Regions from separate parts of the Mus musculus genome. Here regions 1, 3, 4, 5, 6 and 7 are each linked to region 2. The links are chromatin contacts, called in public Hi-C and promoter capture Hi-C maps. All regions are on one chromosome and are shown on one strand. Each heading gives the region's core, a stretch centred on a gene start, on an enhancer-like site or on the middle of the called end of the contact. The rest is flanking DNA. Distances are from core to core; before and after follow the strand shown.

The links. Promoter capture Hi-C pulls out the DNA fragments that hold promoters and counts their contacts. Hi-C and Micro-C count contacts between places; a contact is called where the count stands out from the background. Capture Hi-C pulls out chosen DNA fragments and counts their contacts.
Region 1: a contact with region 2 is called in a promoter capture Hi-C map of pre-B cells, with 6 times the contacts expected there. The contact joins the promoter of Dnmt1 here to the promoter of Anln in region 2.
Region 3: a promoter capture Hi-C map of liver shows a contact between it and region 2, with 2.8 times the contacts expected there. The contact joins the promoter of Zfp426 here to the promoter of Anln in region 2. A contact is called at or near these places in 2 of 39 promoter capture datasets (erythroid cells and liver) and 1 of 9 other capture datasets (liver).
Region 4: a promoter capture Hi-C map of embryonic stem cells shows a contact between it and region 2. The contact joins the promoter of S1pr2 here to the promoter of Anln in region 2. A contact is called at or near these places in 2 of 39 promoter capture datasets (embryonic stem cells and liver).
Region 5: a contact with region 2 is called in a promoter capture Hi-C map of liver, with 4 times the contacts expected there. The contact joins the promoter of Zfp846 here to the promoter of Anln in region 2. A contact is called at or near these places in 2 of 39 promoter capture datasets (both in liver).
Region 6: a contact with region 2 is called in a promoter capture Hi-C map of liver, with 3 times the contacts expected there. The contact joins the promoter of Zfp26 here to the promoter of Anln in region 2. A contact is called at or near these places in 2 of 39 promoter capture datasets (liver and pre-B cells).
Region 7: a contact with region 2 is called in a Hi-C map of B cells, with 8 read pairs. The contact joins the promoter of Ppan here to the promoter of Anln in region 2. A contact is called at or near these places in 3 of 39 promoter capture datasets (erythroid cells, maxillary cranial neural crest and pre-B cells), 1 of 484 Hi-C or Micro-C datasets (B cells) and 1 of 9 other capture datasets (liver).

Annotation. Positions count from the first base shown.
Region 1 is chr9:20,951,690-20,955,239 of GRCm38.p6, reverse strand. Dnmt1 (DNA methyltransferase (cytosine-5) 1) reads left to right here and starts at 2,261. Exons shown (of 39, transcript NM_001199431.1): 1 at 2,261-2,532. The coding sequence starts at 2,453.
Region 2 is chr9:22,387,566-22,390,689 of GRCm38.p6, reverse strand. It overlaps Anln (anillin, actin binding protein), which reads left to right and starts at 1,484. Exons shown (of 24, transcript NM_028390.3): 1 at 1,484-1,720. The coding sequence starts at 1,703. It also overlaps a transcript of 9530077C05Rik not described here.
Region 3 is chr9:20,491,223-20,494,706 of GRCm38.p6, reverse strand. It overlaps Zfp426 (zinc finger protein 426), which reads left to right and starts at 1,961. Exons shown (of 9, transcript NM_001110309.1): 1 at 1,961-2,009; 2 at 2,256-2,321.
Region 4 is chr9:20,975,494-20,978,683 of GRCm38.p6, reverse strand. S1pr2 (sphingosine-1-phosphate receptor 2) reads left to right here and starts at 1,891. Exons shown (of 2, transcript NM_010333.4): 1 at 1,891-2,086.
Region 5 is chr9:20,579,996-20,583,110 of GRCm38.p6, reverse strand. Zfp846 (zinc finger protein 846) reads right to left here and starts at 1,783. Exons shown (of 6, transcript NM_172919.2): 1 at 1,433-1,783. It overlaps Gm51704 (a long non-coding RNA gene), which reads left to right. Exons shown (of 2, transcript XR_003948290.1): 2 at 1-2,761.
Region 6 is chr9:20,458,566-20,461,643 of GRCm38.p6, reverse strand. It overlaps Zfp26 (zinc finger protein 26), which reads left to right and starts at 1,484. Exons shown (of 10, transcript NM_011753.3): 1 at 1,484-1,699; 2 at 1,983-2,097.
Region 7 is chr9:20,886,728-20,889,823 of GRCm38.p6, reverse strand. It overlaps Ppan (peter pan homolog), which reads right to left and starts at 1,649. Exons shown (of 11, transcript NM_145610.2): 1 at 1,507-1,649; 2 at 1,247-1,417; 3 at 385-486; 4 at 140-190; 5 at 1-53. The coding sequence starts at 1,524. LOC115487308 (a small nucleolar RNA gene) reads right to left here and starts at 340; the gene lies at 256-340.

The sequences.
Region 1 (3,550 bases), core at 1,012-3,511, 1.4 Mb after region 2:
GCTGAGCATCTTGTCAAACCTACAATCCGAAATTGCCCATTGCACTTGAGGAGGCACTGAAGTAGATATATATTCCTGGTCCCTGGAGTCTGTCTCTGTCTCTGTGTCTGTCTGTCTCTCTGTGTCTGTCTGTCTCTCTGTGTCTGTCTGTCTCTCTGTGTCTGTCTGTCTCTCTGTGTCTGTCTGTCTCTGTCTCTCTCGTACTGCTTGCTCTCTTTGGGTCTATTTCCCTCTGTATCTGTTTGTCTGACTCTTTTTTTTGTTTGTTTTTGTTTTTCGAGACAGGGTTTCTCTGTGTAGCCCTGGCTGTCCTGGAACTCACTCTGTAGACCAGGCTGGCCTTGAACTCAGAAATCCGCCTGCCGCTGCCTCCCAAGTGCTAGGATTAAAGGTGTGCACCACTACCGCTGGGCTCTTCTCTCCTTTCTTCTCCCTGTCTTTCTCTGTCTGTGTCTCTGTCTGTCTGTCTATCTGTCTGTCTGTCTGTCTCTCCTTTAGACAAGGTCCTGAATCTCACTATGTAATGAGGCTGGCTCCAATCTCCCAATCTTCCTGCATTAGATGCTAAGTGCTAGAATAGATGTCTTTTATCATGCCTGCCTCAGGATTTTTTTTTTTTTTTTATTTTATGTATATGAGTACACTGTTGCTGTCTTCAGAGACACCAGAAGAGGGCATCAAATCCCCATTACAGATGGTTGTGAGCCACCATGTGGTTGCTGGGAATTGAACTCAGGACCTCTGGAAGAGCAGTCAGTGCTCTTAACTACTGAGCCATCTCTCCATCCCCAGTGCCTCAGGATTTTTAAAGTTAGGTTTGTTGGGAAAAGTTCTTTAACAATTTCACATTTGTGTACATGTGCGTGGGTATGTGATGTCAACTTACACACATGGTCAGAGGGAGACTACTTCTGGCTCAGTTCTCTCAGCTGTCTTTCTGGTCCTCGGTCATTCTTTTATTCATCTGGTGCTAGGGATGACTCCCAAGGCTTCTGCTGTGAGGTTAATATTCTGCTGTTGAACTGTATATTCTAAATCCTTCCATACCATGTGGAAGGTAAATAGAAAATATCATTTCTCTGCGATCTGCTTTTTTTTTTTTTATTAAACCCAGATGGCAGAAGTGGTTCCTGGCCTTACCACTATACTACTTCATTGGTATATTGGTCCAGTTCACTTCTGAATTATCTTTTTAAGGAGGTGATTTCAGCTCTGATAGATGAAGCCACTGAGGAAGAGTCCAGATGGTGTGCTCATGGTCGTTTTAGAGGACAAGGGGGTGAAGATGGGGTTAGACGGGAGGCCTTTTGTTTAAGGGTTCATGTATTTCTTACCAAAATGGTAACAAAAGATGAGCAGAAGGGGAGGGGGATAGAGTTATGCCTATAGTTTCTCCTTCTGAAGATGTAAGTTCCAGAAATATGGATCATGGACATATAGTTAGACACTACAGAACCACACATTTCATCTTCCAGTGAAGATGGTAGTTACAGTGGGGCATACCCATAAATCCATCACTCAAGACCAGAGAGAGGCAGGAGGTCTGAACTTTAAGATCAACCATATTATCTATTGTATAGATAGTAAAGTCAAGCCTATCTTGGGTTAAAAAATTGTTGGTGCATTTAAGAGCAGTGTCCACAGCGGCCTTCCCCTGGAAGTGGAGTTACAGGGCTTCGAGTGGCTGGATGTGGGTGGGTGCTCTCCAGGGAGGAAGCTAGCCACTGCGCAGACAAGCCCACTTTTGTTTGTTTTGTTTTGAGACTGGCTTTCTCTGTGTGGCTCTGGCTGTCCTAGAACTCCACTGTATAGACTTGGCTGACCTCAAACTGAGATCTGCCTGCCTCTGCCTCCTTAGTGTAAGGGACTGCAGGCATGCGCCACCACCGCCTACCTTTTTCCTTTTTCAAGAAGATTTTGTTTTTAGACCAGGCTCAATACACAGAGATCCTCTGGCTTTTGCATTCTGAGTGCTGGAATCAAATGCATGCATGCCACAGCCTCTGCCAGACTCAAAAGATTTTTTTTTTTTTAAAGTTGTGTTTGTGCATGTGAGTGCAATGCCCATAGAGGCCAGAAGAGGCTGTAGGACCCCCTGGAAGTGGAATTACAGGGGCTTGGAGCGGCTGGATGCGGGTGCTGGCAAGCAAACCAGAGTCATCCTCTGCAAGAGCAGCACTACCTGCTCTCAAGTGCCGAGCCACCTCTTCAGGCAAGGGGGAGGTGGGTGGCGCCAGTCGCAGCACGGACGAGCCCACTATAGCCAGGAGGTGTGGGTGCCTCCGTTGCGCGCATGCGCACTCCCTTCGGGCATAGCATGGTCTTCCCCCACTCTCTTGCCCTGTGTGGTACATGCTGCTTCCGCTTGCGCCGCCCCCTCCCAATTGGTTTCCGCGCGCGCGAAAAAGCCGGGGTCTCGTTCAGAGCTGTTCTGTCGTCTGCAACCTGCAAGATGCCAGCGCGAACAGCTCCAGCCCGAGTGCCTGCGCTTGCCTCCCCGGCAGGCTCGCTCCCGGACCATGTCCGCAGGCGGTAGGTGCCACGCAGGGTGGGGGTGAGGGGCGGGACCGATGCCGAGGCATATATTGGGGGTATCTCCGGGTGGCCCTGCGGCCGCTGACAGCCAGGGCGCGCATGCGCGGGGCAGCGTTTGGCGCGGGCTGTGCTTCCTGTCGCGCGTGCCCTTAGCTGTTGGCGCCAAAATGGGTGGGGGCCGGGGTGCTGGCAAGCCCATTGACTGGGAGCTTGAGGGAGCAAGGGGATCAGCCCTCTGAAATAGAACAAGCTTGGGGACACCCTCAGGGGTTCCCCTCTTTGGTCAGCCAGGCTCCTGGGTGTGCAGGAAGTGCCCCTCTCCCGGCCTGTGGACACCCTGAAGCCCCCACTCCGCTCCAGCCTCCACTTCCGGTGCCCTGCAGATCCCGCCGCGCCCACCCGAGGGTCCCTCCGCCGGTTCCCCTGGCCCTGGTTCAGAAGGGCCCTCCTTCCCAGCCCCGCTGTCAAGTCCTAGGACCTTTTCTCTCTCATCCTGCCGGGCCGGGCCTGGGCAGCTTGAAGCCCTCGTGGGATTTTGTTTTGTTTTCATCCTAACGTAAAGGAGCTCCTGCGATCCTGGAGCTATCAAAGAGACTCTGCCTGGAAAGAGCTGGTGCTGCAGAATGGGCCCTCCACTTTGGCAGTGACATAACTCTGTCCCGAGATCCCAGAGCAATCGAGGAAACCTTTAACTCCATTCAAAGTGTTTATCAGGGGGAAGGAAAGATGAATGGTAGTGAGATGTCTCGGCCCCCGCCCTATTATTTTAGCCCCTGTAAACCAGTTCTTTCGGTCCTGGCGCCATCGAGGAAGCTTTTTACATTGTCCAGTGTTTATTTCGAGGAGTGAGGGATGGCAGGTAAAGTCCCCCATTTCAGTGCATATGAATCCCCCCTCTCCCCCCCCCCTCCCCAAGCAATCAAGGAAGACCTGGGTAATGGGCCCTCCACTAGTACCTTCCACGCCTCCATGAGGACGGCTGTGTGCAAGGATTGGCGGGAACACTGGATCCCGC
Region 2 (3,124 bases), core at 235-2,734:
TCAAATTGTTTACAATGAAACCAAGGATTACAGAGGCAACAGCCCGAAGGCACAACGGCTACATAAATTTCCAATGACTCATTCCCAAGACTGACCTACACAGCCACACCCCAAGTACCCACACCCCTTTTCCTGTTCAGTGCTTGAAAAAAAATTCAGGCATCCGTTCCCTTTGGTTTATAGGTAGCAAATTCTAACAACCCCACACACCACACACTTAAACAAAGCTCCTTCCATTTTCTATCATTTCACAGCTCCAAGGCACCAAGGAAATTTATTATTCTTGTTATACTGTGGTCCCAAGGATCTGAATTCTTAGAAGTTGCTCTTAAAGAAGTTCTTATTCCATGCCCCAAATTCAGTTTATTACAATCTATACATTTTTAAATTCTTTATTACTTAGAAAAACATCATTAATTTATTTCCTGTGTGTGTGTGTGCAGGTCAGAGGACAATTTGCTGGAACTGGTTCTGGGTCTAGAATTCAGGTCCCAAGACTTGGTAGCAAGCGCCCTCATAGCTAGCATGTGCTCTGTCGCTGGCCCCAAGCTTCCTATTTTTATTTAGCTTTGATTCTGGACTTGACCCTTCAACACTTTCAGTTTTTCTGTTCAATAAGCACAGTTGATCCTGTTATGGACTCATTTAGGACACAGAGACTCAACCATAAACCTTGCTACCATACATCTGTTTTACACAATCTCGTAAGGACTTTAGCTCTCACAGCACCAACCTAGGCACAGAGATTTTGGTGCTTTGTCGACCTTTTGACGTATAAAGGCAAACAGTTCTACTACCAGAGGTTTGGCAACCCATCTTTTTAGACACATTCTTGGAAAGCCTAGCAGAATGTCAAATGGTAAGACACTGTGAGGGTCTCCAAAAGACCCTCCCAGGAAGAGGAAAAGGAAAGTCAGATTAAAAGTTACTCGTGCAATAGTTTGTCCTGCTTTCTGCCTGTTAAACGGGAACTTTTATTAAATATGGACTTTCCGATTGTCCCTTCTCTCAAAGTGTTCTCACTGCTGGCTTTGGGTAGTTGACTGGGATTTAAAACCGAAGGGTCTGTTACTGTCATCTCTTTTCCCCACCAAACAAAGAACTAGTCACTGGCTGAGAGTGTGGGGACCCGCCAGAGTGGTCTCTCAGGAGGTCAAGCTGGCTGTCTAGTCCCACTTCTGGTGGCAGGATCAGGCCCAAAGGCCAGAGGGCCGGACCGGGTTCGTAAGGCCCACGGAGGAAGAAGGCAGGGCGGCGGGAGCTGACAGAGTCAGGAAGGGACCCGCTACGGCGTGCGTGGGTGCGTGCGGGATGGCAGGGCCCTCTCCCTAGGCAGTTCAACGGCAGAACCGTCTCCACCCAAGCGGAGGAGAGAGAGCAGTGCTCGCAGCTCCGGACCAGTCCCAACTTGGCCGCATCACGTGACCTAGCTCAGGGGCGGGGGCAAGCGGCCCGCCCGGCCCCGCCCACCCCGCGCGCATGCGTGTCGTCCGGGGCGCTGAAATTCAAATTTTGAACGGCCGTGGTAGCCTACCGACTCCGTGGGTGCGGAGGGCAGAGCCGACTGGGTGTGAGAGCGCCCGCCGCCTCGACTGCAGTCCTCCTCCAGGAGCTGCGCCGAGCCTGCACTCACTTCTTTCCTCTTCCTGAGTTTGAACCGTCGGACCCACCGTCTAGCCGTCCACTGGTGAGGCCTGGGGCGATGGACCCGTTTACCGAGGTGAGAGACTCTGCGGGCGCTGTGAACCATGACCCCTGCCGACTCCGGGACCCCCGCCCGCGCTGTCAGCCTGCGGCCAGCGTGGCGCGTGCGCACAGCGAGCGTGCAGCCGGACGGAAGCCGCGGGGTCGCAGCCGCCCCGGCTTCGCTGCTCCGTCCCTGGCTCTGGGGAAGGCAGGGCCTCAAAAACCCCATGCAAACCCCGAGCTCTGTAGTCGTTTAGCCTTCCTCCACTCCCCCAAGTGCTGGCTCGGGGTGTGAGCGCCTGGGCGCTCTGGCTTGAGCCTGCCCCCCCGGCTCCCGGGACTTAAAGCACGCTTCCCTCCATCCTTCATCCGTCTTGCTGTGACCCGGGAGAGTGCCGCTCAGGGGCCTAGTGGGACAAGCCCTGCCCTAAAGCTGGAATAGTTGGCAGGGTGGAGTCGGCCCAGTGACTCGTACTGTGTGCTTGGAATCTGATGGAAGTGATAAAGGACTTCACAGGCCCAGAGGAGCTTGAGCGCTTAAGAATCCTGTGATGAAACCACCGAAGTCTAAATGAGCAGGTGCTTTAGCCTGGCGTCCTTCATAAGTCACGGCTCTACTAACTTTAGAAAGAAAGTCTCATGCACAGGGTTGATACTGGTTGAAAGGAAACAGGGCTTATAGTTACCTCAGCGTGTACAAAACAAAATTATAAGTGTATGCTGTAGGGTTGGTACACCTCAGTGTTTATGTAGCGTATCATTTCAACAATGCTTTCCTCATCTCTTCCTTGGAAATAAGGTCTAGATTCCGTTGTTAATCTTATTATTTATGCCTAGTTTTAGCTTCACGTTGCAGCTGTACACCGACATTCAGGATTGCGTGTTGCTGTTGGCCCATTCTTTTATTGCAGGACAGTTCCTCTTTTTCTTTTGCTTCAAGCTGTTCTTTAAATTTCAAGACTTGTGAGTTTTGTAAAGTGGGCATACAGTGTTTCTGTACTACATTGAAAAATGTCGTAGAGGATAGTAATAATTTATTTTGGGTAGTGTAGTTAACAATTCCATAAGCTAAGCCCAAGATACTAGTTAAGGATTTCAACAATTAAAGATTTCAACTTGACAGTTATGCTGCCCCACACACCCTGTGCTCCGTTTGAAGTTCTCAGTTATCTTGAGGAAAACAACATTTTGATAACGTTAGAATTTCTAATAGAGGACTGGAGAGATGGCTCAGCTGCCAAGAGCACTGGCTTCTCTTCCAGAGAACCTAGGTTCAATTCCCAGCACCCATTTGAGTCTCATAAAAGCCTGTAACTCCAGTCTCGGGGAAGCTAATGTCTTCTTCTGGCCTCCAGGGACCCCAGATACATATGTGGTACCCAGACATACTTGTGTATGGTATCCCTATACAGACAAATAAATGAATTTGAAAAAAATT
Region 3 (3,484 bases), core at 712-3,211, 1.9 Mb after region 2:
ATCACTTTCACAATGGATGTTGAGTCCTGGTGTGCCATAATGTTCTCAGTTTTTTTGTTTAAGATTTATTTATTATATGTAAGTACACTGTAGCTGTCTTCAGACACCCCAGAAGAGGGCGTCAGATCTCATTACGGATTGTTGTGAGCAACCGTGTGGTTGCTGGAATTTGAACTCAAGACCTTCGGAAGAGCAGTGTACTGGCTAGTTTTGTGTCAACTTGACACAGGCTGGAGTTATCACAGAGAAAGGAGCTTCAGTTGGGGAAATGCCTCCATGAGATCCACTTGTAAGGCATTTTCTCAATTAGTGATCAAGGGGGAAAGGCCCCTTGTGGGTGGTGCCATCTCTGGGCTGATAGTCTTGGGTTCTATAAGAAAGCAAGCTGAGCAAGCCAGTGGAAGCAAGCCAGTAAGAAACATCCCTCCATGGCCTCTGCATCAGCTCCTGCTTCCTGACCTGCTTGAGTTCCAGTCCAGTGTGGAATTGTAAGCTGAAACCCTTCCCTCCCCAACTTGCTTCTTGGTCATGATGTTTGTGCAGGAATAGAAACCCTGACACTAAGACAAGCAGTTAGTGCTCTTAACCGCTGAACCATCTCTCCAGCCCACACCCCAGTTCCTTTCTTTAAAAAAAATTTTTTTTTTTTTTTGCCAGCTGGGCAACATGACCCTGGGTCAGATCTATTTGAAAAGAACAACACTGGTGTACTTAAATAATCTTGGCAATATTTTTGTGTAAATAACCCATCTGACCAAGTGGCTAGACTTGTAGTCTCCTGTCTCTTAAATTGTTCAAAGTCTAATCAGGGGCTGGGACCTAGAGGTTTTAAGGATGAGTGTGTGTAAAATGCCTAACTCTAAGGTATATATAATTACATTTGAGGTCAACTCATATTTGGCCATGTGCTTTAGTAAAGAGCTTTTCCTTGAGCTCTAAGTGTGCAGTAAGAAAGTCTGCCTTTTCACTGAGAAGTCATACTGGCATATTGTTTCTGAAGCAACGCAAGCCCCTGGTTGAGCAAGTTCATGGCAGAGAGGGTAAATGGGTCTCTTGACAAACTGATCTTGCATCCTGTAATAGATCAGGGCCATAAATGCTTTTACTTTCGTCAGAAAGTGATTATAGCTTCATTTCTCTTTGACTCGCATTGACCAACAGATGTCAGCAGAATTCAGCCTAGTAACATTACAGTTTTCAGCCTCTCAACTGTTGCGTGGTTAAACTGGCTCTTCATTCATGTTATTAGGGACCATCAGTAACCAGGAGTGTCGAATCTGAGTGACTGGGCATTTTTCCTGTGACTTGAGATGACAAAAACCCGGATTTGAGCTTACTGTTTGCTTAGGGCATTCAATAGAACCGGGGACTTGGGAAAACAGTTGCTGGGAAAGATGCAGATACGCGGTTAAGACGAGTTCAAGACCCACCCAGTAACTACTTCAGGATTCTCAGTCAGAAACCCAGTTATTTCCATTGGGCTCCTGAGGCTGGTGGAATGGGCTTAGGTAGGGTAAATCTGTTGAAGCACCCTTTATGGTCGCAGCCTACGAAATACAATTTCAACATCTTGAGAGGTCTAGATGATTACGGAAGCGAGACTGCCTTCTGTTTCCTACTGGACTAGGGTGCACTAGAAAGCAAGGGTTCTAAGAATGCAGCGATGGCAGGCAAAAAAATTTCCTGAGCGGACGCTGGGTACCCACAAGAAACCCTGTGGTTAAAGGACTTACTGGTCCTGGCACCACCGTTGCCCGGCTCACAGCCTGGATTCTAATTCTGTCTTGTCCTGGAGACCAGCGTCGGCCTCCAGCTCCCGCGGTGAAGCCCTTACAGCCCCTCCGCCCTGACACTGCGGAGAAACTAGAAATCTGACAGGAATTCAACCGAGGTAGACTCCCGGGCCTGGCTCTGCAGCAGACCGAGCGCGAGCGGAAGTGACGTCATGCCCGCGCCCGTCTCTTCCGGCTCTTATCTGCACTGAAGAGTTGCGGAGTTGCCTGGCATTCGTGAGTTCTGCGGTACAAGGACTACCTGGAGGCGGAGGGGGAGATAGAGAACGAGAGTGCAGAGCTCTGCTCCGCTTGCCACGGCGCCTCCGGGCGCGGCCAAGCCTGAGTCCTCTCTGGCTGTCAGTCGCCAGGCTGGGGAAGTGCCCAGAGGGCGGGCCTGGCGATGGCTGCGGCTACGATGCTGCTCTTCAAAAGCCGCCCAAGCAAATTCTGTGCGAAAGGCTCTTTTATTTTTCTCCTCAGAAATGAAATTTTGCCGGAGTAGTTGGAGTGATCAGCGCCATACACCTTGCGATTTCAGCGCCTCTGGTGAGCACTCAGTGAAAGGTCGCTTTTGGAAAAAGCCGTATTCCCTTTTAAAAAAATATTAGAGACGAATGTCGGGGTGAGAACTTAATTCATATTGTTAGATTGTACTTTATTTAGTGAGTGCGTGTTTTATTTTGACCATTAGTTTCAGATACAGAGACAAATTTCTTAGTTACTTCGAATGTACGTCTTTCTTGAGAGAATATAAACATTGGTAGACCTCCAGCCCATTCATAAAAACCTAGCGGGCAAGCCTTTACTCACGGCACACAGGTGGCAAAAGGATTTCTGTGAGTTCTTGGCTAGTCTGGTGTACAAAATGAGTTCCAGGCCAACCAGTGCTACGTGGTGAAATACTGTATTTATTAAAAAACAAACAAGCAAAAACCTAACAAACAATAATAGTGAGCTTTTTTCCACCTCCAAAGTTCCTAGGCCTGTGTTTGTTTCCTCATCCCTTTATCTCTCTGTGCTAGTGGTCCATTCAGGGCCTTGTGCGTGATACACATACTTTTCTCTTCGTTCTTAGATCTGTTCATCACTAAACTGCTTGGAGCTCACAGAAGAAATGTGGAAAGCTAGATTATTAAAAATCATAGAATTAACTATTAAGAAGATTGATAAATTAGTGTTCTCTCCCCAACAATCCCCCCCCCCCCATTTCTCTTTTTAAAAAAAACTTAGACGTACTAGCATATTTGATGGTCCAGTATCTGTTATGCTGCAGTCACCTCTTGCAGCAGTCCGTGTCTACTCTTTCCCCAGCAAGATATATTGTATGGTGACTTGTTTGCTAAGATGTAAACTGAAAATAAAGGGCAACATGGTAGCACATAGCAGTGATCTCAGGAGTTGGAGCAATAGGAACATGATTTCTTTTCTTTTCTTTCTTTCTTTTTTTAGATTTATTTATTTTATATATGTGACCACACTGTCACTGTCTTCAGACACACCAGAAGAGGGCATCAGATCTCATTGTAGATGGTTGTGAGCCACCATGTGGTTGCTGGGATATGAACTCAGGACCTCTGGAAAAGCAGCCAGTGCTCTTAACCACTGAGCCATCTCTCCAGCCCCAGAACATGATTTCTATGCCAGGATAGTTACATAGTTTCAGGCCAGTCCAGTCTGCATAGTTATACCCCTATCTCCGAATAAACAAT
Region 4 (3,190 bases), core at 642-3,141, 1.4 Mb after region 2:
TTCCAAGCTGGGGACAGAATCCGGGCCTTTGTGCACCATAGGCAGGTGTTCTACCCCTGAGCCACACCCTCAGCCCCTCAATAGGGGATTCTAATCCATTGTTCTGCCACTTCCGGTACCCTGCGGAAAGGCTTAATTTATCTAGCAAGTCATAAACCTAGAACTTGCTATGGAACAGAAGAGGGCTTTGGACTCCCCATCCTCCTGCCTCCACCCACTGAAGTGCAGGGATGCTAGGCTTGCAAACAGTGACCCGCTTACTTATTTATTTTTGGGGTGTTGGAGACAGAACACAGGGCCCTGTGCATGAGAGGAAGTACTGTAACTAACACTGAGCCGCCTGCCTCCATAAACATCTCAATGCCGACATAAGGCACAATGTTAAACACAGCAAGGGAAACACTGTTCGCTCTTAGGGAGCTTATGTTTGGGTGTGCAATTTACACTTTTGTGTGTTTATTTTTTTTTGTTTTTAATTATGTGTAATTGTGGGTATGTGCATGTGTGTACACGGGCCCTTGAGGCTGAAAGGGTCAGATCCCCTGGGGCTGGACTCAGAAGTTGTCAGGTCTGTGGGTGCTGGGACATTCTGTTCTCTGCAAGAGCAGGAAGTGCTCTTGACCATTAGAGGCACCTCTTTAGCGCCTTTTAAAAATTTATTAATTTTAACTTTATACCCATGTGCGTGCATGCACGTGGGTGTGTACATGTACGTGGGTGTGTGCATGTGCCTCAGCAGCAGGCCTTGGAGGTCACAGGACAACTTGCAGGAATTGGTTCTCAATTTCCACCTTGTGGGTCCCAGGCAAGGCCTTACCCACTGACAACTCACAGCCTCCTGGAACTCACTCTGTAGACCAGGCTGGCCTTGAACTCAGAAATTCGCCTGCCTCTGCCTCCCGAGTGCTGGGATTAAAGGCGTGCACCACCACGCCCGGTTTTGTTATTCTTTTTTAAATGCATTTATTATTATTGTACATGTATCAGTGAATGAATGTAGGTGCAGCAATGCCAGTGTGCCCTGTGGAGGTCAGAGGCCAACTTTGCTTCCAGGGACTGACCTCAGGTCAGGCTTCCAGACAAGCCCTTTCCCCTCCCTGCCTAGTGGAGCTGGACAGCTGACCTTCTGTCACTCACTCTAATTTTGGATTTTTTTTTCACCCTGAGTTGTTTGGAGGGAAGGAGCCAACAGGATCATGTGATCCAGATTGGCCTTGAACTCTAAAACAAACCTCCTGCTTCTACTTCACAAGTTTGGAATTAGAGGCCCAAGCCACCATTCCATATTTTTGCAGTGTTGAGGATGCATGCTAGGCAAACACTCAACCACCTGCCTCCACATCCCTGCCTGTTGTTTTTCAGAAAGGGTCTTGAGCAGGCAGTGGCTTAAGGTTGCTAAGAGGACCCTGAACTCCTGATCTTCCCACCTCCCAGGTGGCAGATGCTGGAATGACAGGCATATGTGCCACAAAGCCCAGTTGGATCTGGGAGTTCTTACCAAGTCTTCTGTTTGGGGGGCTGGGTATGATACAGTGTAGGAATTTATTTCTTGTAGAAACACATAGTAGGTGCTTAATCTTGAATTGCTGAGTTCTCACATAGTAGGTAAGTGTGATTTCCTCCATTTCCAGGTCCCAAGCATTAGCCTGGCGCTAAGCCAAATGGAATACAGTTGTTTCAGTACTAGGTCACCTGGGTTAAGAGAGCTGTGACGTCACGCGGCCGTGACATCATGCCACGGCAGTTCTCACGAGTGGGGGTTGGGAGGAGCAGGGCAGGAGTGTGTGTGTGGGGGTGTGGACAAAGGGGCCCTGCTCTTCCCCCGTGCGCGCCCTGGCTAACTGGCGGGCCACATCTGGAATTCATTGCAAGTCGCCGCCGGAAAGAGGAGGAGAGGAGGGCGGGGCGAGCAGGGAGTTGGGGCCGGAGGCAGCGGCTCTGCCCGCCTCTCTCTTGTCCTGGGTCCCCAACTCCGGGACATAGACCGAGCACAGCCAACAGTCTCCAAAACCAACCACTGGCTGTCCCGGGGCGCAGACGCCAAGGCCACTCAGGCCAGGGCAGGGACCCCGGCCGGCCTAGCCAGGTGAGCGCGCGGGGCAGAGGGGAGGTTCCGATCTGGGCGGCCGCGGTTCACGGAGACCCTGAGATCCCAGCTGGGGGGCCCGGTCCGGGGTCAGGCGCTCGTACAGGCGTTGCACGCGCTGCTCCAGGCTCTGCTGCACCGAGGGAACAGATCATCTACCATGCGCCCCTGCCCACTACTCCAGGCAGCTCGCCACCTACTCAGTGGCGCACCCCCAGACTGAGCTCCCCGCCTTCCTTCGGGCAGGAAGTTGGCGCTGAAGAGAAAGGCGGAATCCGAGCGCTTTGAGCTGGAGACTTTGCAAGACTGGATGGGGGTTCTCAGGAAGCAGGGTTTGGGGCAGTGAGGTTGTTGGGGAGAGGTGCAGCATCCCTTCTTCTCTGTCTCCGGCTAGGATGAAAGGTGCTACGGACGAGCGAGCGGGGAAAGCTTTCAGAGTTCATGGGCGGGGTCCCCGGCGAAGGCCGTCGCCCCACCGCCTGTGAGACTAGTTTTTTGCCTCAGTTTCCAGTTAGTTGCCCCTCTCTTTCAGTCTCTCTTTCGGAAGAATCACTTTGTATCGAAGGAAAGGGACATTAACTGCAAAGTCCAGGTGTCTCCTTTTCCTAGCTCAGGGATGGGGCGTAGGAGTGAAGGAAGGCACGCGTGGCGTGGAGTCCGCGTTGTCGCGGGCTACACGGCGTTGGGACCTCGCCCCCCTCTAGAGCATGGGTTGACTCACCCGGGGATTTCCACCTCCCCACCCCCGTCCCTATCCTTGTTGTTAGATGCCCGAGGCGACACCCGCAGAGCCTACTGTCCCCTGCGGGGCAACATGGGAGCATCACTGAGGGGGGGGGAGGGAATGAAGTAGCTGTAGTTACTCTCTCCAGTGCCCCAGGAATCTGGATGTGGGGGGCCTCTGGTGGGGTGCAGAAATGTGGCCACCCCCTGTTGCTTTGTGCAGGATAGGGACATCCTGCGCGCGTGTCGGGGTCTCAGGAGAGAGAGATGGCGCCGCCCCAGCGCAAGCGAGTGTGGATACCACGCATTCCTCGGCCTGATAAGGAGCTGGAGAGTGCTGCCTGAGCCAGGCGGGTCTTACTGTCGCCAAGGAGACGCGCC
Region 5 (3,115 bases), core at 534-3,033, 1.8 Mb after region 2:
CCCACTCAAGGCACTATGCCCTCTTACTAAGATAACTATCCTGCTTCCGAGAAACAGCTGCCACTCATGACCAGAACATCACAGCATAACCATGGACAAAGTTACTAAGTAGAACTGAGTAATTCTAGACCCTGTGGCCCCGAAGCCTATGTTACTTATTATCAATCCTTACTGCAGCTTTCAAACCTCTCCTTTGGAGCTACTCTAAGTATGTGGGAGTAAGTGGGAAGGGGAACACACTAATTTTTAAATATAACGTTTGATTTCACTCAGAAATAGCAAAACATGACTTTCTTAAAGAACTTGAGACTCTTCAAAAGTTACCTATAGAACCAGGCATGATGCTAGACACCAGAAATTCCAACTCCTGGGAGGTAAAGGCTGGGGAATTAGGAGTTCAGAGTCAGCCTCAATTACATAGCAAGGTGTATGATAGCCTGGGCTACCTGAGACCCTACTTCAGAGAACAAACAGAGGCCATGGAGCCGGGCGTGGTGACGCACGCTTTTAATCCCAGCACTTGGGAGGCGGAGGCGGAGGCGGAGGCGGAGGCGGAGGCGGAGGCGGAGGCGGAGGCGGAGGCGGAGGCGGAGGCGGAGGCAGGCAGATTTCTGAGTTTGAGGCCAGCCTGGTCTACAAAGTGAGTTCCAGGACAGCCAGGGCTATACAGAGAAACACTGTCTCTAAAAAAACAAAAACAAAAAACAAACAAACAAAAAACAGAGGCCATGGAGATGAACCAGCGAGTAAAGGCCAAGCCAGAGAGCCTGATCTCCAGCGCCCAGATGGTGGAAAGTAAGACCAACCCATGGGAACTGATCTCTGAGCTGAGCCAGGGTAATTCCCACTTTTTTTTCTTTTTCTTTCTTTCTTTTTTCTTTTTCTTTTCTTTTTTTTTTTTTTTTTTTTTTTTTTAAACTCTATAGGGATGTACAGGCCTGGAAACTTCAAATAAAGAGAACAGGGTACTCCCATTCTCACCAGTAGAAAGCCATAATCACACAGTATCTGTACTTTATGTATAAAATGTTCAGGGCAAGGGTTAGTAGCTCACTGAATGAGCAGTTCTACTAGCAGTAAAGTCAAGAGGAGGAGAGGTGAAGAAAGAGAAAGGAAATGGAGAGAGTGAGGAAGGAAAGGCATGGAAAATGAAAAAAGGTTAAGATTAAGGAAATAAACATTTAGCAGGCGGTGGCAAAAGCCTTTAATGCCAGCAGAGGCAGGCGGATCTCCAGGAGTTTAGGTCAGCCTGGTCTACCTAGCGAGTTCTGGAAAAGCCAAATAATAAAGATTGACCTCCAAATAGAAATGTTTAGTCCTAGATACCTACGAATACTTTTTCTACCCGAATGTCATGTGGCAGAATTAATCAGACGATGCCAAAGACAAAGCCACACTCTGCAAGGAACAAATCACAGCCTGGGGCGCTCACCCGAGCTCCACAATCGCTGGGCTGTGCAGTGGAGGCGGCGGCTGCAGAGAGATGGCCCGTGGCGGGCTTCTGTGCTGGAAGAGGAATCTGGAAGGCGGCTTCTGCAGAGGGCGAGCGAGCAGATGGAAGCTTGGAGAGCATTCGCCAGAGGGAGGCGGGGTGCCCGTGAGACCCGCCCGTCCTAGGCTTCGGGCCTACGGGGACCGCCCCTCGGCGAGCTGCACACACAGCCACGCCTTAAACTGACCCTCCACGGCCGCCGTCACCCCCCATCCTTGCCTCGGCGACTTCCTAGACGTAAAGATGAACCGGAGGTGAAGACACTGAGAACTACAGGACGCAGCCATCACTAGAAAAGAGTCGGGCCTTTGCAGGCGTCACTTCCGCTTCCGTCCTGGCGTGAAGCCCGGGAGATTTGGGTCCCAGCCACCTTGGATAGAGATAAAATTCTAGGAGCTGGAGAAGGACCCAGGCTGGATTCCCAGTACCCACATGGCAGCACACAGTCGCCCACCAAGCCTGATCTAATTCTTATCTAATCTAATCCCCATCTCTTTTCTTTCCTTCTTCCCTCCCATTCTTCCCTTCCTCCCTCTCTCCCATTCTTCCCTCCTTTCCTCCCCTCTTCCTCCCTCCCCATTCTTGTTTTAGTCTTAGCCTAGGCTTGGTGCCGCTGTGCCTTTAGTCCCAGCATTCAGGAGGCAGAGGCAGGCAGATTTCTGCGTTCAAGGCTAGTCTGAAAATTGAGACTATGTCTCACACACACACACACACACACACACACACACACACACACACACACACACACAGAGAGAGAGAGAGAGAGAGACTGAGAGAGAGAGAGAGAGAGAGAGAGAGAGAGAGAGAGAGAGAGAGAATATTCTCGAGCCAAAATAAGTGACTTTGGCGCAGGAATACAGATTAGCACTTCAAGTTCCATATGCAAATATGCTGTTTCATGAGGTTATTGCAGTAACAAAGAAAATACTAAAGCATATGACATGTTCCCAGACCTTAACACAATTGACTTCATGGTAGAAAACTCAGCCACAAAACTCAGCATGTAGACAGAACCACTAGCCAAAATGAAAACAAAGACCTAATCCATCTAAGTCTGTAGTTCTGGGAAAGTCTTTAAATGTACAAACCTTGCTGTTTGGCTTCTGTAGTTCTCCTTCTGGCTATATGTTCTCGTTAACTGAAACATGTCGCCAGGATATGGTTTTTGTGTTTAAAAGCTCACCCTGAGAAAGGCTCAGTGCTGCACTGGGATCCGGAACATCCAGTGTAATAAAGACCTGGCTAATAAAGACTTTTTACTGGCTTAAACTCATGTCTGAGCAGTCTTTTCTGGTGGATACCACACTATAAGCACAACACTCCAGATGTGTTGGTAGAAACTCAAGTAGGTCTGTTGCAGAAAAAGAAAATCTCTGCTATAGGCATCAGATGCAATTGTAGCCTTTTGTTTAGCAGAGACTACTGCTGTATTATAGACCTAATAGTCACAAAGATGTTAGGTCACACACAGGGCAAGAAATGGCTCCAAGGGTACTCAAGACTGTTTTTTCAAAGGCCTTTGTCAAAGGCGTCTTTTGCAGCTATTGAGATGATCATGTGGTTTTTGTCTGTTAGTCCATTTATGTGACTTATTACCTTTATTGACGTGTTTTTTAGATCATC
Region 6 (3,078 bases), core at 235-2,734, 1.9 Mb after region 2:
AGTTCAACTGTGACTTACAGATGTTCCATCGTGGGCATCAGTGAGCAAATCCTGCAAGGGCCCCAGGTCTTATTTCAGATACTCAGGGCTAGCATCCAAGGCTAGCTCATTGTCACAACTCACCAAGACATTCAAAACCAATCTCAGGATATCTGTCTGCCAACAATTAAAGGTGGTGACAGACAGGCTAAGTCACAGAACACACACACACACACACATGCACACACACACAGAGGAAAGGAATACTGCATGGCCACTTTCATTCCTGGAGCAAACATAATATGAAGGTATAAAGCTCTTCTAGAGGGCCAGGGCTCATGCACACACACACACAGACACACACACACACACACACACACACACACACACACCCCTTTGTTTTTGTTGTTGGTCTCCTCCTCTTTCTTCTCTTCTTCCACAGGGTATCTCTATATACCAGCCCCTGGCTGTCCTAGAATTCACTTTGTAGAGTTGGCTAGCCTCAAAATCACAGATATTCGCTGGCTTCTGCCTCCTTAGTGCTAGATCAGTAGAGGACACAAAGTTTTATAGGAAAGAGATAGTACACAATCACAAGATACTGGTGTGGGCTTCTATAGGGCATCCCATTTAAGTATATCTTCAATGCATACACACACACACACACACACACACACACATATAAAATCTTGTGACTTTCTAAGTTATATTTCTCAAAGGATATAATTTATAAGGTTTAAAGATTAAGCATAGCTTAAAATTTAAATAACATTTAAAATTAAGTACAATATATTAACTTAATTTTTACTCTTACTGTTTACTCTTAATGAATATGTTTGTAAATGAAATTGTAAGATGGTTTTGTGAAGTACATTGTTCAGATTTAGGGTTGAGAGGAATGCTAATATAGTAAAATTCAAGACTATTGACATTTTGGCCCTAAGTAAGTAGAATTTGTCGCCTTACTATTTTCATTTTGTTTTGAGATGAGTTTTCACTTTGCAGTCCTGGCTGGCTTGAAACTTATTTTGTGGATCTAGCAGTCCTCGAATCAAGAAGATTGCCTGTCTCTGCCTCTGCGTGCTGTGATTGCAGGGGTGTGCTGCCATGCACTGATATTTGCTTTTAACATCTTATTTGAGATATCTTTATGAAAACACACATTTTTTCCCTCTGTATATGCAATTTTTGGCTGTATCAGTTGTGTTCACATTTTAAATTTTTCATCAGAAAGTCTCAGGGTGTGAGGCTTTCTTTTTTCATGTCCTCTTCATTTTCCCCATCTTTCTAGCTCGTTTCACTACCAACGATTAGAATTTAGCATGGTATCCAGAGAGTAAAGACTGAAGTGGTTAAATGGAAGCTATAGGCTGGTTCACAGACCTGGCAGTGCATCTGCCCAGGAAGTACAGGAACCAAGAGGAGGTAGGGAAGGAAAGGTTTGTGAGCCTCCTGAGACCCCGTACTTCCCGGTGTGTGTTTAACTTTGCACTGGGATTGGCCAATCGAGAAGGCCGTTCTCGCTCAGAAATCTTGTTCAAACTTCAATTTCATTCTTTGACTGGGCTTTTAACCTCCGCTTCAGAATCAATCGGCATCCAATTCCGGGGAACCGAAATTTCAATTCCGGAAGGACTCGGACACGGTAAACGGAAGTGAACCGCAGCTCGCCTCCGTCTCTTCCGGTGTGGCTTCGTGCGGCCCCCTTCTCTTTTTCTCGGTAGTAGCAGGCCGGCTGGGCGGGTTCTGGTGAGGCTAGGTAAGGGGATGGGCGGTGGCGGAGGTGGGGAGTGAGGCCTGGGTGTGGCCTCCATGGCGACTCCGCTGGTTCCCAGGCCGCGAGTCTCGCCCCGTTGCTTCTCAGAGGCTAGGGCCCTGCACTTCTCAGGTCCCGGCCGGGGGCCATTTCATCGGAACGATATTTGAGCTCCCCGTGCCTTCGAATGTAGCCCTTGCTGCCTCGAACGCCTTTAAGGTAATCGTACAAAATTTTTGCCTTCCAGAAAGAAGGATTTCGGCCGTTGGAATCTGTCTTCGCGCCCCATCGCTCCAGGAACCTGGCCATCCCGCTTCATTGTGAGCAGTGGGTGGAATTTGATGGAGCAGGAAAGTCCCAGGGTGAGGAGCTTCTGTCCGTTCTCATTTCCTCCACAGTCTCTCTCACTATCAACTATTAGAATTTAGTTGCTTTCGTGGAAACCGATGCATTTCATTAGTTCTTTCTGTTTCTCTCTCTCTCTCCCTCCCTTCTTCCCTCCATCCCTCTCTTGCACTCTCCCTTTCTCCTCTCCCCTCTCTCTCTCTCCCCCAAACCTCATGCATCCATTTTGAGAAAGTGTTAAATGCTCAGGCCATGCATATTTATCTGTTTGCAGACCACAAACCATCCCTTACCCCTTCCCTTCATCCCAACAATAAAGTATTAACAAGGGAAAAATAGGGAGTTTGGCACTCAAGGGATGGCTCATGAAAAACTGAAACTTGGGACTGGAGAGATGGATTAGTGATTAAGAGACCACATGTCATTTCTAGAGGATCAGATTTTAGTTCCCAGCACCCATGTTAGTGGCGTGTAACAGCCTGTAATTCCAGCTATCTGGGAATGGGGAGACCAGAGTCTCTAGGCACTTGCAGTCATGTGCGCCCCCCCCCCCTTAAATAAATAATAGAACTCTGTTAAGGAATGGGTGAGGCTTTATTTGATATGTTATTTCTCCACTGGTGAAATGAGCCAATTCAAGCCAGATTAGAATATTAGAGCAGGTTTATTGGGACGCTGCTCTCTGGTGAGTACATTGGCCCCAAGGATAGAGGCCGGGGAAGTCATTGTGTGGAGTGGGGATTGGGGGGTGGGCAGGAGAAAAGGCATCTGTGGGCAGAGAAAGAAAGTGGGGGGGGGGGGGAGGGAAGGAGAGAGAGAGAGAAAGAGAGAAAGAAAACACAAGAAAGGGGAGACCAAAGTGTTTGGTTTATATAGGGAAGAGCCTTTGTGGGAAGGGCAGCCCAGTCCCTGGCCTGGAAAGTTCAGGGTTGGGCAGGGAATGCCAGGTAGGAACTGAGGGATTCTGGGAGAACCTGGAGGCCAGGTCTGCTTTGGTG
Region 7 (3,096 bases), core at 400-2,899, 1.5 Mb after region 2:
TCGTGCATCCGGTGTCGGCGCAGGGAAGAGACCACGTCCCGTATCAGTGTATACTGAAAGGAGGGAGAAGAGAGGCTAAGCACCCGTGTGACCAGGGCCCTCCCCAGGCAAGCCGGGCTCTCATATCTACCCTTCTCACCTTGCTGATCTGGAACGTCAAAGTGGGGCCTCCTGGGAGCCGCATCAGCTTCTGCCAAAGAAAGGGTGGGTGAGGGTGCAGGGGTCTGGCTGGCGGGTGGGGCGAGAGAAGGGAAAGCCCTGCTCCTTCACTTCAGAGCGTTTACTTTGAAGCCAGCATCACAAGAGCTCAGGGCAATGGGCTCATCATCAGACAGGAGCAGCTGGGGCTCAGGGAGGGAAAGGGACGGTGTGGCGCGCACTCACCAAGTATACACTGTTATCTGTTTTGGTCAAAATAAGGAAGTGTGTGACCCCCAGGGGGCCAGCCACTGCCACACAGTCCTTCAGGGAGTTCTTCTTTCGAACCTGATAAATGGAGAAAGAAACGGACACAAGGGGCTGGTGAGATGGCTCAGTGGGTAAGAGCACCCGACTGTTCTTCCGAAGGTCCAGAGTTCAAATCCCAGCAACCACATGGTGGCTCACAACCATCTGTAATGAGACCTGAGACCCTCTTCTGGAGTGTCTGAAGACAGCTACAGTGTACTTACATATAATAAATAAATAAATCTTTAAAAAAAAAAAAAAGAAACGGACACAAACATTGAGAGAAGACGTTTAAACGATTATTCTGAGATGGTATTTCTGACCACACACTCCTTTCTGGAGGTATTGGGGTTTTACCTGTACCCCTAAACTATTGCCCCAGCACTCAAAAATACTCTTTAAAAAGTATTTTTTACAAGCCTGTTGGGAGGGACGCAAAGATGGAGGTCAGAGGACTTCAGGAGCTGTTTCACCCCCTCCACTACGTGGGGCACAGGAATTGAACTACAGTTTAACAGCAAGCCCCCTTTCCCACTGAGTCACCTAGCGATTGCCCCCAAAGTATGACTTTCCGTTTTTTACACAAGACCTCACTATGTAACCACAGATGGTCTCTATGGTGATCTTCCCCCTCGATTCTATTCCCGATTTCGCCTGCACACCATTAAGCCTGGGTCAGAGGTGCTGGGGATTCAGCCAAGCCCTCCCACATGGAAGGCAGGCGCTCAGCTTCTGGCCCCAAGTCCTCGCCAAGATGCCGAGCCCCGAACCTGGAGCTGAAGGGCTGAGGGATACAGACCTGCAGGCGGGTAGCGGTGAGAGGTTCCATGACCCGCCGCACATCCAGGCTGAGCTGCCGGACATTGCGACCCGCTCGGCCTCGCGTGAACACGAACGAGTGCGGCTGTGCAGCGTAGGACTCGAGGTTGCGGAGCTGCGCCTGGGCGCGATTGCGCTTCTGATGTCGGGACTGCGGGGACGACAGGCAGGCGGTGAGCGCCCAAGCTTCGGCCGCGACCCCACCAGTGCCCCATGCCCGCCCAGGCCGCCGCGCCTCACCCGCCCGGACTGCCCCATGCTGCCTGCTTCCCCACGAGGCAGCCTCTGTATTCGCTTCCGGCGCACACCGCTCACTTCCGTGCAGGAGACGCAAAGAGGACGGACTTTACGTGGCCAACTTCCGGTGCCACGCGGCTCGTAACTCTTCCCACTTCCTGCGTGCCGGCCAGTGACGTCATCCAACGGTCCTTGGCTCCGGACGGCTTAAAGGACCGAGAATCCTTTCCAGGGGTCTTTATAAAGATGCCGTGGTCCTTTTTGCACAAAAGAGAGGGGCCTCACAATTATTTGAGGGTTCGAGTCCCTATCCTGAACGTTTCGGCAAGCGTACTGCCCCCTTTGTTTGGCCTTTCAGTTTTTTATTCTGAAACAGGATCTCACGCAGCCCACGCTGGCCTGCAACTAACAGAGATCCGCGTGCGTACACTGAGCGCTGGGATTAGAGGCATGTGCCACCCTTCCTGGCTGACTAAACTCACACAGATCCGTGGGCCCGTATCTTCCAAGGACAGGAACTAAAGACTTGTACCACCATGTCCACCCCCTCTCCAAATAGATTGTATTTATTTATTTATTTTTAAATATTTTTTATTACATATTTTCCTCAGTTACATTTCCAATGCTATCCCAAAAGTCCCCCATACCCTCCCCCCCACTTCCCTACCCACCCATTCCCATTTTTTTTTTTTTTTTGGCCCTGGCGTTCCCCTGTACTGGGGCATATACAGTTTGCGTGTCCAATGGGCCTCTCTTTCCAGTGATGGCCGACTAGGCCAATCTGTGGTGGTGCATATGAGGAGATCAGAGGGTCATTTTTAAGAGTTGGTTCTCAGGCTGAAGAGATGGTTCAACGGTTAAGAGCACTGACTGCTCTTCCGAAAGCCCTGAGCTCAAATCCCAGCAACCCCAAGGTGGCTCCCAACCATAATGAGTTCTGACGCCCTCTTCCGGTGTTTCTGAAGACAGTTACAGTGTACTTACATATAATAAATAACTCTTTAAAAAAAGAGTTGGTTCTTTCCTTTTGCCATATGAGGCCTGGAGATGGAGTTCAGATCCTCAGACTTGGTGGTAGGTGTCTCTACTCAACTAAGTCATCTTGCCAGACCTCTAAAATGTTTTAAAATATAATTGTGTTATGCTCATGGGTATTTTGCATGCACAGATGTTTGTGTGTCACTTCTGAAAAAGGAGCTGGAGTTACAGATGGTTGTGAGTTGCCATGTGGGTGCTAGGGATTGAACCTGGGTCCTCTGTAAGAGCAGCTAGTGCTCTTAACCCTGAGCTAGCTCTCCAGGCAATTTTATCGGCCAGTGACGTCAGCTTACCAGTATTGGATTCCCTTATGTTTTTCATTCATCTTTAGTTTGACTCCTTCATTTTCTCTTTCTTCCTTGCATCTATTTCCTTCCTTTGTTCCTGCCCCCACTTCTCTCTCGCTCATTCTTCTGCTAGTCCCATCTGTTGTATCTTAACAGCCATTCCTCTATTCTGAGGCCCTTAACATACCCCCAACTAAGTATCCTGGCACCCTGCCTTCTGTGAATAAAGATGCAGTCCTGATCCTGGGCACAGTGGTCCCTGACACTT